Linked DNA regions of Sus scrofa: region 1 is linked to region 2. The links are chromatin contacts, called in public Hi-C maps. All regions are on one chromosome and are shown on one strand. The core of a region is the stretch at or near the end of the contact, and the rest is flanking DNA. Distances in the headings are between cores, read along the strand shown.

Evidence for each region. A called contact is a pair of places that touch in the nucleus more often than the background predicts.
Region 1: a Hi-C map of liver shows a contact between it and region 2, with 4 times the contacts expected there. The contact joins the enhancer-like site here to the promoter of SUSD6 in region 2. A contact is called at or near these places in 1 of 5 promoter capture datasets (liver), 16 of 47 Hi-C or Micro-C datasets (alveolar macrophages, brain, embryonic fibroblasts and 9 more) and 2 of 2 datasets of contacts at active chromatin or transcription factors (alveolar macrophages and skeletal muscle).

The regions. Positions count from the first base shown.
Region 1 is chr7:93,304,066-93,311,054 of Sscrofa11.1, forward strand. All of the region lies in intron 2 of SUSD6 (sushi domain-containing protein 6), which reads left to right. Among named protein-coding and RNA genes, the nearest start is that of SUSD6, 54 kb to the left of the region's middle. Within about 2 kb of position 4,751, at least 13 of the 83 cell types and tissues checked have an H3K27ac peak or open chromatin away from gene starts, as enhancers often do. A contact at or near this core is called in alveolar macrophages, liver and omental adipose tissue, where this site is marked.
Region 2 is chr7:93,250,890-93,258,331 of Sscrofa11.1, forward strand. SUSD6 (sushi domain-containing protein 6) reads left to right here and starts at 2,823. Exons shown (of 6, transcript XM_001926947.5): 1 at 2,823-3,117.

The DNA.
Region 1 (6,989 bases), core at 3,501-6,000, 55 kb after region 2:
CAAGGAGCTTGTGTGGGTTTGGCTTCCTTCCTCACCCACAGCTTCCTCTGCTTCTGTCCCTAAAGTCAAGGCTAAGAGGACTCCTACTCTGATTTCCCTGAGCAGTAGCACTTCAGACCTAGCCCCATTGTCGTTTCAGTGGTGAGATTCCTGTGGCTGGAATCCCGCCACCTCCCTTTCCTCCCATCCGTCCTTCACGTCATCCTTTGAGATCCATTTCAAAGTCACCTCTGAGACACTACCCACCCCCTTACCACTAGAATTAATGGGGGCTGAAGGAAGGAGAGTAGGCTTTGTGTGTGTTTGTTGATTGGAATTAGCAGGAGCTCCTGGTCTCAGTCCTTTCTCTTGAGACAATGTCAGGAAGTTTTTCCTATGGACAGGATTCCAATTCCTAGAATCTTGACTGTCTTTGACTATTTGAAGGCATAGGACAGCTCAGTAACAAGACTTCTGAGAACTGCAGTTTGGGGAACCTGAATCCTTTGTTCTGCAGATCATGATGCACAAACCCTAATGACCCTGGGTTGCCAGGGTTACTGTGGGACAGATTGGGCTTGGTATTTTCATAAGTGGCATCAACTCATTTAGCAACGGTGTGTTGCTCTAAGGCAAGCAGGGACTACAGCAAGAGATGGGTAAGGCCAGGGAGCACTTTCCGGGGCCAAGTTCTAGACCAGCTCTTGCTGGAAGTTATCCCATGTAGTTTGGTCCTCACAGTAGCCTGTGCAAGGAGAGCAGCCGCAGGCAGGAGACAGTACTCTCGACAAGGAGGAGTGCAGAGGTGATGGCTTAGCCTTCTGACTTATCCGCAGTTACCTGCTGAGCTCCTGCTGACTGCCGTGACCGTGCCAGCGCCAATTCTGTACCACACTTGCTGTGAGCACGGAAGTCGGCGCACCCTGCACTGGAGGTCGCATGCGGGAGGGGACTCCCGACTCAGGTGGGGAAGGCAAGTAGGGGAGTCAGATGGTGTTGTAAGGTTAACAGGCTCTTGGGCCAGGGTGGTCTGAAGCCTCGTTCTGCCACTAACATGTTGTATAATTTCAAGCAAGTTTCTCAGTGTCCCTCAGTTTTCCTCTGTGTGAGCTTAGGATAACACACCCACCGGATGGGGTGTGGTGTTCCTGTCCCCGTCGTTTATTGTGTGGCACCTCGGCCAGCGTCTTGGGGGCGGTCTTGAGGGAGGAGGGGGTGAGAGTTAGTTTTGTGTCTGCTGTGCTCACCTTGGCCCTTCCTTTGGAACTGGCCATGTCACTTCTGTTGAAACTTGGGAAGTCCAGTGCCTTCTGTCCTCTAAACTGATGGGTGTCCTACCCTGCTGGGTGAATTGAGTGCACGCCTCTGCTTTGGTGGCGTATGTTTTGAAGCTGGGGTTTCAAAAAAGAAAAATAAAGTCTAGCCTTAGCCTGAGAGTTCACAGATTGGGCTGAGCCTCTTCCAAAGCACAGTTTGCAGGGAGCACCCAGAGGGAGAAGCTGCTGCTGGTGGAGGCAGGTAGGTGCCGTTCCTGGCTGAGCTGTCAGAACGGTGGAGGAGGGTGGAGGAGGAGGAGGAGGCAGAAGCTTGGTGGTAAGAATCAAAGGGCTGAAGAAAAAACAAACACCAGTTCATGGATTAAGGGTTGAAGGAGTCTAAACAGGGACGTAAGGAGGGCTGGAGGAGGCTGTTGATTTGGGTACCAGCTGTGGAGAAGATGAGGATGAGAAGAATGGGCTCCTGTTTGCCGTGGGAACAGGAAGTGACGGGCTGAGTAAGGCTGCCCTTCCAGGGGTCACTCGGGACAGGCCCCCCATCCTTGGCCTCAGCCCAGCCAGCCTTGGGAGGCGTGTCTGACAGGATGACTTATTTCAGCCTGTCTGATTGCACCACACAGGTCCCATGTGGGTCTCTGCATCAGGAATTCCACGGCGAGGCCAGAGGGTGTGGGGAGGGAGAAGAGGGCAGAGCAGCTGGCACCTGGGTGGGCGCGTGGATTCCAGGACGTGTCATCTGGGATGCGGCCCTGAGGGCTGTCCGTGATTTGATGTGTTCGAGGTGCAGAGAAGCATTGTGACTTCCAGCGGGGTTGTGTGTTGCGTTTCGCGAGAGAGGCTTTCAGCAAAGGAACCCGTCCTCCACATCAGGCACTTGAGAAGCTTGGCATCCCTCTCCCTGGCATTCAGACATTCCGTTACCAGTAGTGGCAGACCCTGGCCCTGCAGGAATGATTAAGATTGTGAATAATGGAATTAGTGAGGTAATACATGTGAAAGTTCTGGGTAGACCATAAAAGTCTATTATAACGGAGAGGATTATTATACTGCTCTTTTTTTTCTTCCTTTTTATAGCCGCACACACCCCTGGCATATGGGAGTTCCCAGGAGAGGGGTCAAATCATAGCTGCAGCTGGGACCTACGCCACAGCCATGGCAATGCCAGATCCGAGCTGCGTCTGTGACCTATGCTGCATTTTGCAACGACGCTGGATCCTTAACCCAATGAGCAAGGCCAGGGATTGAACCTGCATCCTCATGGATACTAGTCAGGTTTGTTACCGCTGAGCCACAATGGGAACTCCTCTTTTTTTTTTTTTTTTTTTTTTTTTTTTAAGAGAGCATCTTTCTGCTGAATTGCTCAAAGCACTTGGTTTGCATTAACTGGTTAATCCTTCATCCCTCGCTGGGCAGGAGGCCGACATTTAATTAATAGCCTCGTTTGTATAGGAGATCAAACCAAAGTTTCCAACAGAGCCCCAAATCTTGAGTTTGAGGCCCAAATCTTTGGTATCTAAAGCTTGGACCTCCAAATGTGTGACTGCCTCACCCCTGGGAATAAAGGAGGTGAGAGGAGAAATTTAGGGATCACTAAAAAAAGGTTTTTTCCACAGCCACAGTCATGTCAGACAAGGTTGTTATAGTCAGGATTTTGAGAGGCCTGGAAATCTGACAACTGTTTTCCTCCGGGAAGCCCCAGAGTCCCTGTTGGGAATGAGGGCCAGGTGTAAGCTAGAGAAGTAGAAGGTTAATCGTGGTAGGTTTGGCAGGGAAGCAGAAAGGGAGCTGGCCAGGTTCTTTGTTCTGTTTAGGCTGTGGCTGGTGGCACCAGGGTGCCAGCTTCCTGGCACACACCAGTGCAAACCTAGTCGCCACCAGTGCAAATCCAGTTGCCAACCCAGTGTGGCCCAGGCTGTGTCAGGGCACTCACAGCAGGTGCATGTTGGATTCTGTGGGTCCCATGGTAAAGCCCGGTGGAGGTGGAGTCAGGAACCACCCCGAATGTCTGGCTCAGGCCAGTTTTCCTGTAGAACAAGTTCTGCAGCCTCCATCAGGTGGGACAGCATCTGGGCAGATCAGTGTCATACTAACTCTCCAGTCAGGAAGTGGCCTGAGCCCCTGGCTCATCATGGTCTCTTCTGAAGTCTAGTCTCAGCAGTTCACAGCTGGCAAAGGGAGGTTCCATTATTATTTCTAGGTAAGGCCCTTCAGGGCCGTTAAGATCTTTCTCTCCAAGCCTGTGCTTTCCTGCCTCTGGTCACAGCCTCAAGGACAGTCTGTGTACTTTTTTTTTTTCGGCTGCAGCGTGCATCGTCTTGATGTCAGATCTCAGTTCCCAGACCAGGGAGTGAACCAGGCCACAAAGGTGCAAGCACTAAATCCTAACCTTAGACCACCAGGGAACTCCCCTGTGGTCTTGTACAAGGTCTTAACCCTGGAAGCAGGGGAAGAATATGCTGGGTTGGAAAGCTCTTCCTCCAGTGGAAGCTCCTAGGCTTGAAATTCAGCTCATTCAGCTGTGCCGGTTAAGTGTCACCTACTTGCAAGAGAAGCAACAGGCTGAAGCTTGTAAAATATATGCACCGTTGGGTCTTAAATTTGAATGTGCATTAGAATCCCCTGGAGAGCCCAGATTGCTGGGCCCTGACTCCAGAGCTTCTCATTCATCAGAACTGGGATGAGGTCTGAGAATTTGTATTTCTTCTTTTTCTTTTTTTTGTTTGCTTTTTAGGGCCATACCCACAGCATATGGAAGTTCCAGCTAGGGGTCGAATCAGAGCTGTAGCTGCCAGCCTGCACTACAGCCACGGCAATGTCTGATCTTCGCTGCATCTGCAACCTACACCACAGCTCACAGAAAGGCCGGATCCTTCACCCACTGAGCGAGGCCGGGGATCGAACCCACATCCTCATGGATAACTAGTTGGATTCATTACCACTAAGCCATAACAGAAACTCCAGAATTTGTATTTCTACTAAGTTCTTACAGGCTACTGCTAGTGATCTGAGGACTGCGCTTTAAGACCCACCAGTTTACACTTGGGGTGAGCAAGCCCACCTGACCTTTTAAGAGCTAATTTGGTAGTGTAGGGGCAGAGGGATGGAGAGATCGTGAACCTGCTGGGAGAGAGAAGTTCAGAAATAGGATACTGCAGGTGGACCAGCCTAACCTGAAAACTGGGCAGAGGCTGAATGGTTAAGGAAGGTACCATCCTGTCTCTTAGCTTCACCAGTCTGGCTCTGGTCCTCGCCAGCTATCTGGAGCCAGACCTGCTGAACCCCTGGTGGCAGCACCTCCAGCATCTTCTCCCTCCACTTCTTATTCTCCCCTCTTAGGCAGCAGTGGGCTCTGAAAGTCTGTCCCCAGCCTGGTCTGTGGTATGAAGAGCAGAGCCCTGAGCTGGAGTCCTGGCATCAGTCCCAGTACCACCTCGAATGAACAGTGAACTTTGCTTGGGGCTGAGGTAAGGGTTAGACTAGCTCTCCAGGGCTCATTGAGCTCAGATACCTGAGATTCTTTAATGCCGCCTCTGACAGCTTCCTCTGCGGGGTGGGGTACTTCTGCTTTCTTGTTAGTTGTTTTTTTATTTTCAGTGCGCGAGAGAACTTCTGTTGGTATACGGTACTGAAGCAGAACCCCATCCAGCTTGCTAAAACTGAAACCAGAGGCATTTAGAAATCGGAGTAACTCTTCTTTTGAAAGAGTCTTTGCAGCCTCTGCAGTTGTGCTGCTGTCCAGAGAGGAGTGACATGGCATCCCTGTCGGGTGCTGATCCCTTTACTGCAGATCATCACACTCGTCAGCGGCAGTGCTTCCCAGGCCATCTGATCCGTGCTCATTTCCAGGTGTTCAGAGTTGTCATCCGTCATTCCGCACAGGCTGGCAGTGCGCTCACGGGAGGCCTGTGGGAATACTTGCTGGTGGATGGAGTAGAGGGGTGTATCCGCGTGCCTCTCTCACTTCTGTCCATTTCTCCCTTCACCTGGTGTGGGTGTCCTCCTTTGCCCTCCTCTCTGTCCTTCCTCGGTGCTCACTCTACCCACTCTGCGCTCCGGCAGAGCTAGCCGCCACTTGCACGGCGTGTGTGTCGGCGGCTGAGCTGTGCCTGCGGAGATCACAGGCCCCTGTGTCGGCCGTCTCTGTGAGGGACACCGCCGCAGCTCCCCAGCCTTCCTCCTCTTCCCCTCTCTCCTTTGCCCACCTTGTCAGGGGCAGCTGTGAGTTACCGTGCCGCTCTTCAGGTTGAATTCGACCCCGTTCGCAGCCTTTGTTTCCTGTTGTTTGTGTTGGCAGGCCAAAGGACGCGTGGGCTGGGGAAAATGAGCACGTCCTGCCTCAGAGCCATTGTCTGGCCCCCTGTCTCCAGCCTCTGTCCAGAAGGGCAAATGAAAGATTTCCCAGCCTCAGCTAATTGTCACTTGGCCCCTCTCTGATCCGGCCCGGGTGGCTTTCAGGCAGCTCAGGCACTGATAAGCTGGAGGTCTGCCTTGAAACAGGGGAAGATTGAGGTTGATTAAATTCATTTTAAGTGAAATCACCGGCCTTTTGATGATTCCATTAATTTTCTCCCTTCTGAACACCTTCATGTTAGCAGTAATTGGAAATCCTGACTCTGTTTCTCATTTCCCCCACCACGCTGCTTTCATCTGCGGCAGCTGGATACTGCACTCTGCTTTTTCATCTCCTGCAAGGGCGGTTTGAGGAGGACCTGAAGGACTGGCTTTGGCGGTACTTCCAGAAGCTGAGGCTGTTGCTGTTCTTAAGTTCTCACCCACGTGGAAGCCACTGTCTCACTCACTTTGCTCCTCTAAAACCCCAGTTAGTTCTTGGTGTGCAGGTGGGAGGGGTCCCTGTGAGAATGCCCTCTTGTTCCAGGTGGTATATGCAAACTTTTCATCACTCAGCACTTACAGGCCTCCAGGGTGTGCCAGGCACAGTCTAGTTACTGAGCCGCCCCCTGCCACCTCCTCCCTGCCCCGGTGGAAGCACAGAGGCCTGAGTGGGTGAGGTTCCAGCAGGGCAGGGACTAACCACAGACCTTGGGACTTGAAGTTTCTGAGACTTTCTCTCTGTGTTTTTACGGTTGCAATGCCTATTCCAGCATATTTCCTTTCTTGGCTCTAAAGAGGAGTAAATGATTTGAACCACCTCCTGCGATCAGAGGAATAATGGGTAGTAATAGCTGTTAACAGCTTACTACTGTTGACGGTTGGCAGGATATAAAGCACTTTCTTATATATCATGTCGTATTGGTGTTCTCACAAAAACTTACCATGGCCAGTAAAGGATAAAGCTGGATTTGAACCCAGGTCCTCCTAGTGCAGATCAAATACTTTTTGTACTACATTGTGTGTGTGTGTGTGTGTGTGTGTGTGTGTGTGTGTGTGTGTGTTTAACACTGACTTTCTCACACAGTTGTCTTTAGCATTATTTCAACTACTTTAGTGTTAGGAAGCTATGCCTTGGGCCCTTTGCCAGAAACTGAAACCCTCTCAGTCTAACTGGTGGGAAAGATAAGACAGAATACGTCTTCGTTTCCCTTGAGTGGTTCAGGTGCTGAGTGCTGCTAACCCTGACATCGTCCGGGAAGGCTTCCAGAGAGCTGAGACTCCACCAGGCCTGGTGGGCAGGCGGGATCCAAACCAAGGGAGAGCTGAAAGGGGGAACTTGGTATTTGGCCACCTAAGACTCTGGGATGCAGAAAAGGTGGTGAGGTTTGATTCCTTCATCAC
Region 2 (7,442 bases), core at 1,573-4,072:
TCCCACTTGGGACTCTCCAAATCTAAATTACTCTTCCAGTTCATCTTTGGAATTATCTTTTTACTGGCATGGAAATATTTAACCTCTGCTAGGGAATACCACCCCCCACTTTGATTTTCAGGGGAGATGAGCAAAGCCCACTGGCAAAATGTAACAGGGGCTTCTGCTCAGCTCTATAGAGGAGGCCAGTGGAGCCTGAGGCAGGAAGGAGAGTGGGGGGGCCAGAAGAGGCTGGGAGCCAGTGTTTACAAAGGGAGGAAAGAGACCCTGGCCGTATAAGGCAGATGGAAATAGATGCGAAACTGAGGTTCTTCCAAAACACCACACAAGGGTAGATAGGCAGCTCTGGAAAAGTTGCAAAGGGTTAAGTGGGGAGGGCATCCCAGGCGGAGGAAACAGCCTGGGCCAGGGCTCTGAGATGTGAGGGGAAGTGGCTTGCTAGAGGCGTGCAGGCTGGAGCATGGGATGTGCGGAGGGAGGGAGAGGACCTGGGCCAGGTTGCAGTGCACCCTGGACACAGTCCACGACATGCTCTAAGTTTAATTTTGTTCTGTGGACACTGGGAGGTCCAGGGAGGATTTTTAGATAGTAACAGTTTGCGAAGGGTCTCAAAAGCCATGTTACAATGTGAGAGGTGGAGGGTCTTGCATGAGGTCACCAGTCAGTGGTTATTAGTGGTCAAACTGACTGCAGTGCAAAACTAGGGGCTCCAAGGTCTGGCCCACTCCATCTTCTCTTATGCCAAGCTGCTTGCCAGGACATTCTGCTTGTCCTTTTCTTCTCCCCTCCTCGGTCTTCTCTAATTCCTCCCTACCCCTTCCCTTGCTTCCTCTCCACCTTGCTGCTTTCAGAGGCCTGGGGTCTGCCTGTGGCTGAACTCTGTTGCAGATCCCAGAAGATCTATTATTTGCTTTTAACCTTCTTGGTGATCTGCGTGCTATGGCCCCCGTAGTGGGAGAGATGAGTAGGAAGGGAGCGTGTCCATCTTCTCCAGTGAGTCTGGACCTAGGAAATATTAAAATTTGGCACAACATTGTTAATCAACTATTCTTCAATTTAAAAAAAAAGTAATTAAAAAAAGATGAAAGAAGACCCTCCAAAATTCAACCAAGTAAATCTGAAGATCTAATTGGTTTTATTCAATGATTCAGAAATCAGAGACCTTCTGTCTAGCAACTAGAAGGGCACTCAGAGGGGTTGTACAAAATGGAAGGGTTTTATAGGAAGAATAGGGCAAGGGAGCTATTAGTAAAAGAAAATAAAAATTATTTTTTTATGCCCTAACATCTTTTTTGGAGGGAGAAAACTGGCAAGGGTTTTATCATGCAGATTGCCTCTTCTTCCTCTGGGGAATGGTGAGGGTCCATGTGACAGATTACTATGTGACAGCATCTCATTGGTGCTGGCCAGAGAATTCGAAACTGGTTAAGATTACATTTATGGTGAAGGCTGAAACTGCAATTAGGTTAGGTATTAAATCTAGGTTTGGTATCATGGGCTTTAGCACAAGTGACACCATTTTGGGCCTGTGGGTTTTCTTCTTAACAGAACTCAAGGAGGAAAGGAGGCAGAGCAAGGACAGGCTTATAGAAAAGGAAGCAACAGCCGTAGGTTTGTGGGGCCCAGGTTGGAAGTGTTCTCTGGAGGATGCGTATGTGGGCATGATGGGGTGGGGGCTGCACTCTGCTTGCTTTGTTTTTGCACTTTTTTGAAAATGAGACCTGATCATTCACAGCACTTTTCTAGAGAACCTACTAGAACTAGGCTAGGTGAGAGGCCCAGAGAGGGTGTGTCCTCCTCCAATGGGCATCTGAGACCCAAGCTGCAGCATAGGCTGAAGTCTCTGGTACTGATTCTCAAGTAGGAAAGTTTCCACATTCATTGAGCACCTCCGAGACCAGGCACTGTTCAAGGGCCTGGAGCAAAAAATAAAAAGTCATAACCATTGTCATCAAGGGGTCACAAGTCCTGTAAATACTTCCAGAGGATTTATCTCCTAGGCCCCCAGTGGGATCACCAATAGATGCTGTTTCTATAAAGTACACAACGGTTGGCATAGTATAATGTTGGAAAATTGCCCCAGGAGACAAGGCTCAGAATGGGAAATAAAATTAGGAATGTGGCGGGTTCTAGCTCCAACTCTGCCAGTCTTCACTCTGAACTTCGGTTTTCTGAACCTTGAGATCTGTTGCGTGCTTTTTAGTACGCTGAGGAATCACTTAGGAATGCTTGTTAAAATAAAGATTCCAGAGTCCAATCGTAGTTTTTTGAATCAGAATGGCTGGATGTGGGACCGCGAATCTGCATTTTTACACCCCCAACTTAGGGGCAGTTTGAGGTAGGCAGTTGCACCACAGTTTGAGAAGTACTGCTTAATAGGAAGATAACGACCTGCCCTAGCGACAGGCCTGGAGAGCGATTCAGGAGCTAAGAAGGCAGCATGAATGAAAGCCTTGTCAAAGGGAAAGCAAACCAATTTTTGCAAATAATAGTAATCCAATAATACAAATAATATCCTAAAAATCCAAATAACGATACTACTACTAATTGTAAAAGAGATGGAGAGCGCACCGCAAAGGCACCGCAGTCTGAGTCTGTACCATCAACTGGTCCACAAGAGCGAAGTCGGCGCGACACTGTCCCTTTAAGACGAGCCCGCCCCACTCCCCGTCTCACCCGCCTCGGGGCGTGCGGGCCGGCGGGCGGCGCGTGCGTGCTGGCAGCCATCGACCGGCCGATCCTCCCAGCCGGGCGGTCGCGGCGGCGCGACGCCGGCGCTTGTTGCGTGCGCGCCTGGCCCCGCCCATTGCCCGCCCCTTCCCCTCCCCCTCCACGGGCCTCCCCCGCCCGCGCGGTACAGCTGGGCCAGTGACGCGGAAACTGCTGCCGCCGCCGCCGCTGCCGCCGCCGCGTTCCATTCTCCTAAGCCGGCGACAGCCTGTTTCCCGACTCCCGCTTCCTCGTTTTGCAGCGCCGCCCGGCGCCAGCCAGACCAGGGTACGCGGGGTCTCGCCCAGACCCTAGAGGGCTGCGGGTGCGCGCAGGCAGCGGAGCTGATCCTTGCGCGGTGGAAGGTGCGAGCGCCCCCATCCCGGAGGTCGCCACGCCGTTCCCCGGGTGAGTTGTCACCGCGGCCGAGGGGCGGCGGGGGCCGGCATTGTGTCACTGGACCGCTGGCTGGCTGTCAGGGGCGCAGGGCCAGCGCGCACCGCCCGGGAGGGATGCTGGGGAGCTGGGGCCGGCCACCCAACGTCCGCTGCTCTCCGCACTCCCCGCGCCGGCCTCGCTGTCACCTCGACGCCCGGCGGCGAGCCCTGCCTGTGCCGGCGTGGGCCGGCCTGGCGCGGGACTGAGAGGGCAGCGGGGTGAGCTGTGCCGGGCTTGGAGAAGGACTGGGCGGCCGGTTTGCGGCCGGGAACTTGGTGGCGGGGGTCTCGGCTCCTGGGGTCCTGCTATGGTCGGTAGTTCAGGACGGAGACTACGCTTTGCAGATCGCTGGAGTGTAGATAAATAGGCAGAGGCTGTCTTGCTGTTACTATTAGTGTTACTGTTTTGCACTCAGACCAACTAAAGCTTTGGGTCCTGCTCCGGGTAGGGTCGGCTTAGCGACGGTGGACCGAGGATACCTTGGAGCCCGGGTATGGAAGCCCCGGAGCTTTTTGGAGCCCCTGTGCCTGTTCTGGTCTTTAATCTCAAAAACTTTTCTTATTATCCGGGCTGACAGACACCGAAACCACTTCCTGTTTGTGTATGTAGACTTTCTATTTTACTTCTGGCTTTTAGGGACTCCAAATACTGGTTTAGGTCTGACCTTCCCACGGGGTTGTGACTGTGGGGCTGCAGAATTGGGAACAATTATCTGTAAGGAGATCAGGAAGGGGAAGTGGTTTTGGGGACTCTAAGACCTGGGAGAATAGAGGCATCAGAAACAACTCTTTGGCTGGTTCCAGGGAAGTTCACAGCTTGGCAAAGAGGCCTGATGCTGCTGTTCCCATAGAATGCCCCCTCGGTGGCAGACAGCTTCCTGGGTTCTTTTGCTCCTGCTAACTGTGCTTGTGTGTGCTCTGTAGAGAGGTCCAGTAAAACTACCCAGTTCAATTAAACTGTAGGTCTTCACTGCCTTTCTAGGTCTGCTGAGGTGGTGAGTGTGCCTTTTGTCCCTTTTCATTTCTCTTGTTTTCCTCAAATTTTATTGTAATATAGTTGACTTAAAATTTGTATTAGTTTCAGGTGTACAGCAAAGTGAATCACTTATACATAAATGTGTATCCATTTTTTTTTCCGTATAGGTTATTACAGAATGTTGAGTAGATTTCCCTGCACTATACAGTAGGTCCTTGGTTATCTATTTTATATACAGTAGTGTGTATGTGTTAACCCCATCCTCCTAATTTATCCTCCCCCGCCATGGTTTCCCCTTTGTGACCGTAAGTTTGATTTTGAAATCTGTGAGTTGGAGGGGAGGCTGGTCCTAGCTCATCGGTTCTTTTGAAATCTAAGAGTTGGTTTCTGTTTTATGAATAAGTTCTTTTTTAATTTAAAAAATTTTTTAAATTATAGTTGACTTACAGTGTTGTGCCAGTTTCTGCTTTCCATCCTTTACACTGGTTAATGCACTTCTTGTTCTTTTCATCGCTGTCATTTAAAATATATGTGTAAATGATGTGAATGCATACACCTTTTTTGTTTTGGGAATTCTACACCCAAGTTGTCATATCTAGTGGAGGCTAGTAGAGACATGTGCTTGGCATTGAGTTTTGAGTTTTCTGGGCTGTTCATTTTTAGCCAGATGCATATTCAACCAGAAATGAAAATTTTCACAGAGTTGGAGGGGAGGGTTGTCTGCCTGCTCCTCAGTAAGGAGGTTATTTAACAAGATAAAAATATTAGCAATAACAAGGAAAAGCTCTTGAGGACTTACTGTGAACTGAGCTTTGAGCCAAGAATTTTCTTGATTTTATTTAATAAACAACAAGCTTTTTTGGTAGATTTTGTCTTTATTCCCAAAGCCGAAGCGAATAACTCACCCAAGGTCACAAATGTAGCTCCTGGTAGAGCGCACACTCTCAACTACTAGATTATACTCTTAATTTCTAGTTTGCTTACCATTTGGTCAAATTGAAACTGGAGTCTTTTTTTTTTTTTTTAAATGTCTTTTTGCCATTTCTTGGGCCACTCCCACGGCATATGGAGGTTTACATAGGAGCCTACGCCACAGCCACACCGGATCTGAGCTGCGTCTGCGACCCACACCACAGCTTATGGCAACGCCAGATCCTTAACCCACTAAGCAAAGCCAGGGACCGAACCCGCAACCCCATGGTTCCTAGTTGGATTTGTTAACCACTGAGCCATGTCGGAAACTCTGAAACTGGAGTCTCTAAAGTCTTTCCAAAGCACTACTTCCTCAGGCCATTTCTCGGATCGTGTGTATCCTTATCTCTTTCTCCAAGGTACACATTTATGATATGTTTGCACAATATTCGTATGTTCATTCATTCTTTTATTCAGTATTTATAAGTATATGTGATGCAGAAATTGTGCCAGGCACTGGGCTAGGTATTGGGGTTACTGTGATGAATAAGACAGAACCCAGCCATATCCTCATGGCGTTCACAGTCTTTAAGTCAATTTATTTTGGCTTATGTTGTTAGTTTTCCTTGGTGGCCATTTGCTACTTAAGGACATTCTGCCCAGTGTGTGAAAGAGAGGACAATACTGGTACGAGGCCTGATAAGTAGAACTTCCTGTCTATAGGGAGGCTCCAGGGTGGCTTTTCTGATACCATTGTAGACATGGCATATGAAACAAAACCTCACCTACAGCTAGACAGAGACAGGTCCCTGGGTGCTCAGAGTAGGACCCACCTCCCCTCTGCCTTTCGGTGTTTAAACCCTGAGAGCAAACCCATTGTGAAATTTATTTGCTGAGGCTTGCTTTCTCAAAGCCCAGCATTTGGGTGGATAGAAAGAAGAGGAGGAAAGGTAGAATGAGGTGTTACAGATGCAGGCTGGCAGATGAAGAGACCTCAGCACTTTTTTGTTTCCTGGCAGGGCTCCATCATGTGGTGATTGAACTTGTGCTCTTATGTAATAGTGCAGCTCCTGGCAGGGGATTTCCTCCCTTGCCATTGCCGGGGCAGCAATTCCTAGAGCTCCCCCCACCCCCCCTACACATACACATGTATGCACCCTCCAAAGGGAAAGATTCGCTTGGCTTCTTCAAAGTGAGAACTAATTTCAGGTTTATGGCTACTCATCATGGTTGCACTCCCCCCATGCTTTTCCATCCTCCAGAAAAAAAACTTGCCTTATGTTTTAAATCTTTCTTTGTACTCTTTTTCTATATGCTTAGTTCTTCTAACACCAGGTGACTACTGGCATCCGTCTGTGGGCTCAGAGAATTATAATATCTTTTTGAAACTTAGTGAGTCACATAATCTTCCTCATTTCTGTTCCGAAACAAGTGACCTGGGGAGCATGTCTTTAGTGGGGCTGCTTGCAGGCAAAGGAGGAAGGCCAGATGGCACATGCGTTTGTCTTTCCCTCTGATTCCCTTTTTCTCAAGGGACGATTCACGGAGAAGCAGCAGCAGGGACGTGATGCCTGCTTTTGGGCCTGAAATGCCCACTTGGAGGTCTGATCTGCAGACCCCCTAGGCCCAGTTGTGTAATTGCCATGCACGAAGCATTTTACTGAGCCCCTGCATTGACATGTGATCCCCTAGCGAAAGCTGGCAAGCAGGCTTCATTTTCCCTCTTCTGTCTGCCTGGAGGGGAGGGAAGGTTTGTATAATGGGCTTTCCTTCAAGCAGTAGGAGAGAGGTGAGAAGGAATAAGGAGAGGACGAAGCCCAGTGCTGTTTTTGGTCTTGTCTTTTGTAAACTTTGAAAGCAGATATTGCAGTGGTGCAGACTTGAGGATTGAGGATTAGGGCATTTGGGTGAAGGGCAAGCACGGGGGTAATTTTGTGATAATTGAGACTCTTTCCCCTGCTTTCTCCTCAAGATGGCTTCAGTCTTGGGGCCGCCCACATATCCCACTATGGTAAGATTTCACTTAATGGTAGGTTTTTAAAAAATTAATCCTCTGAAGTTATGTTGCCACAATGCAGGAAACTTGAAAACTAGAGCAGTGAGAAATAATGCCTGTGATGTGGTAGAGCCGTTTCCCTGTGCGTGAGAATGAGGGTGCAGCTTGAGGCTGGGGCCGGGGTGGGGTGGGGGGGATTGGGACGGGTATTTGAAGCGGCTCACAGCTGTGGATCTGAGACCAAAGAAGCAGGTTCAGGATGGCGTGGGGGTGACCGTCCTTGAGCATCAGGATCTGTTCACTCCCACCCTGGCTCGGAGTCAAGGCAGCAGCCATTGTTCCCTTAGATGGCTGAACATTCCAATGTCTCTGTGTAAATCCTTTATCTGAAAAAGTAGAGGTGCTGGGGAAC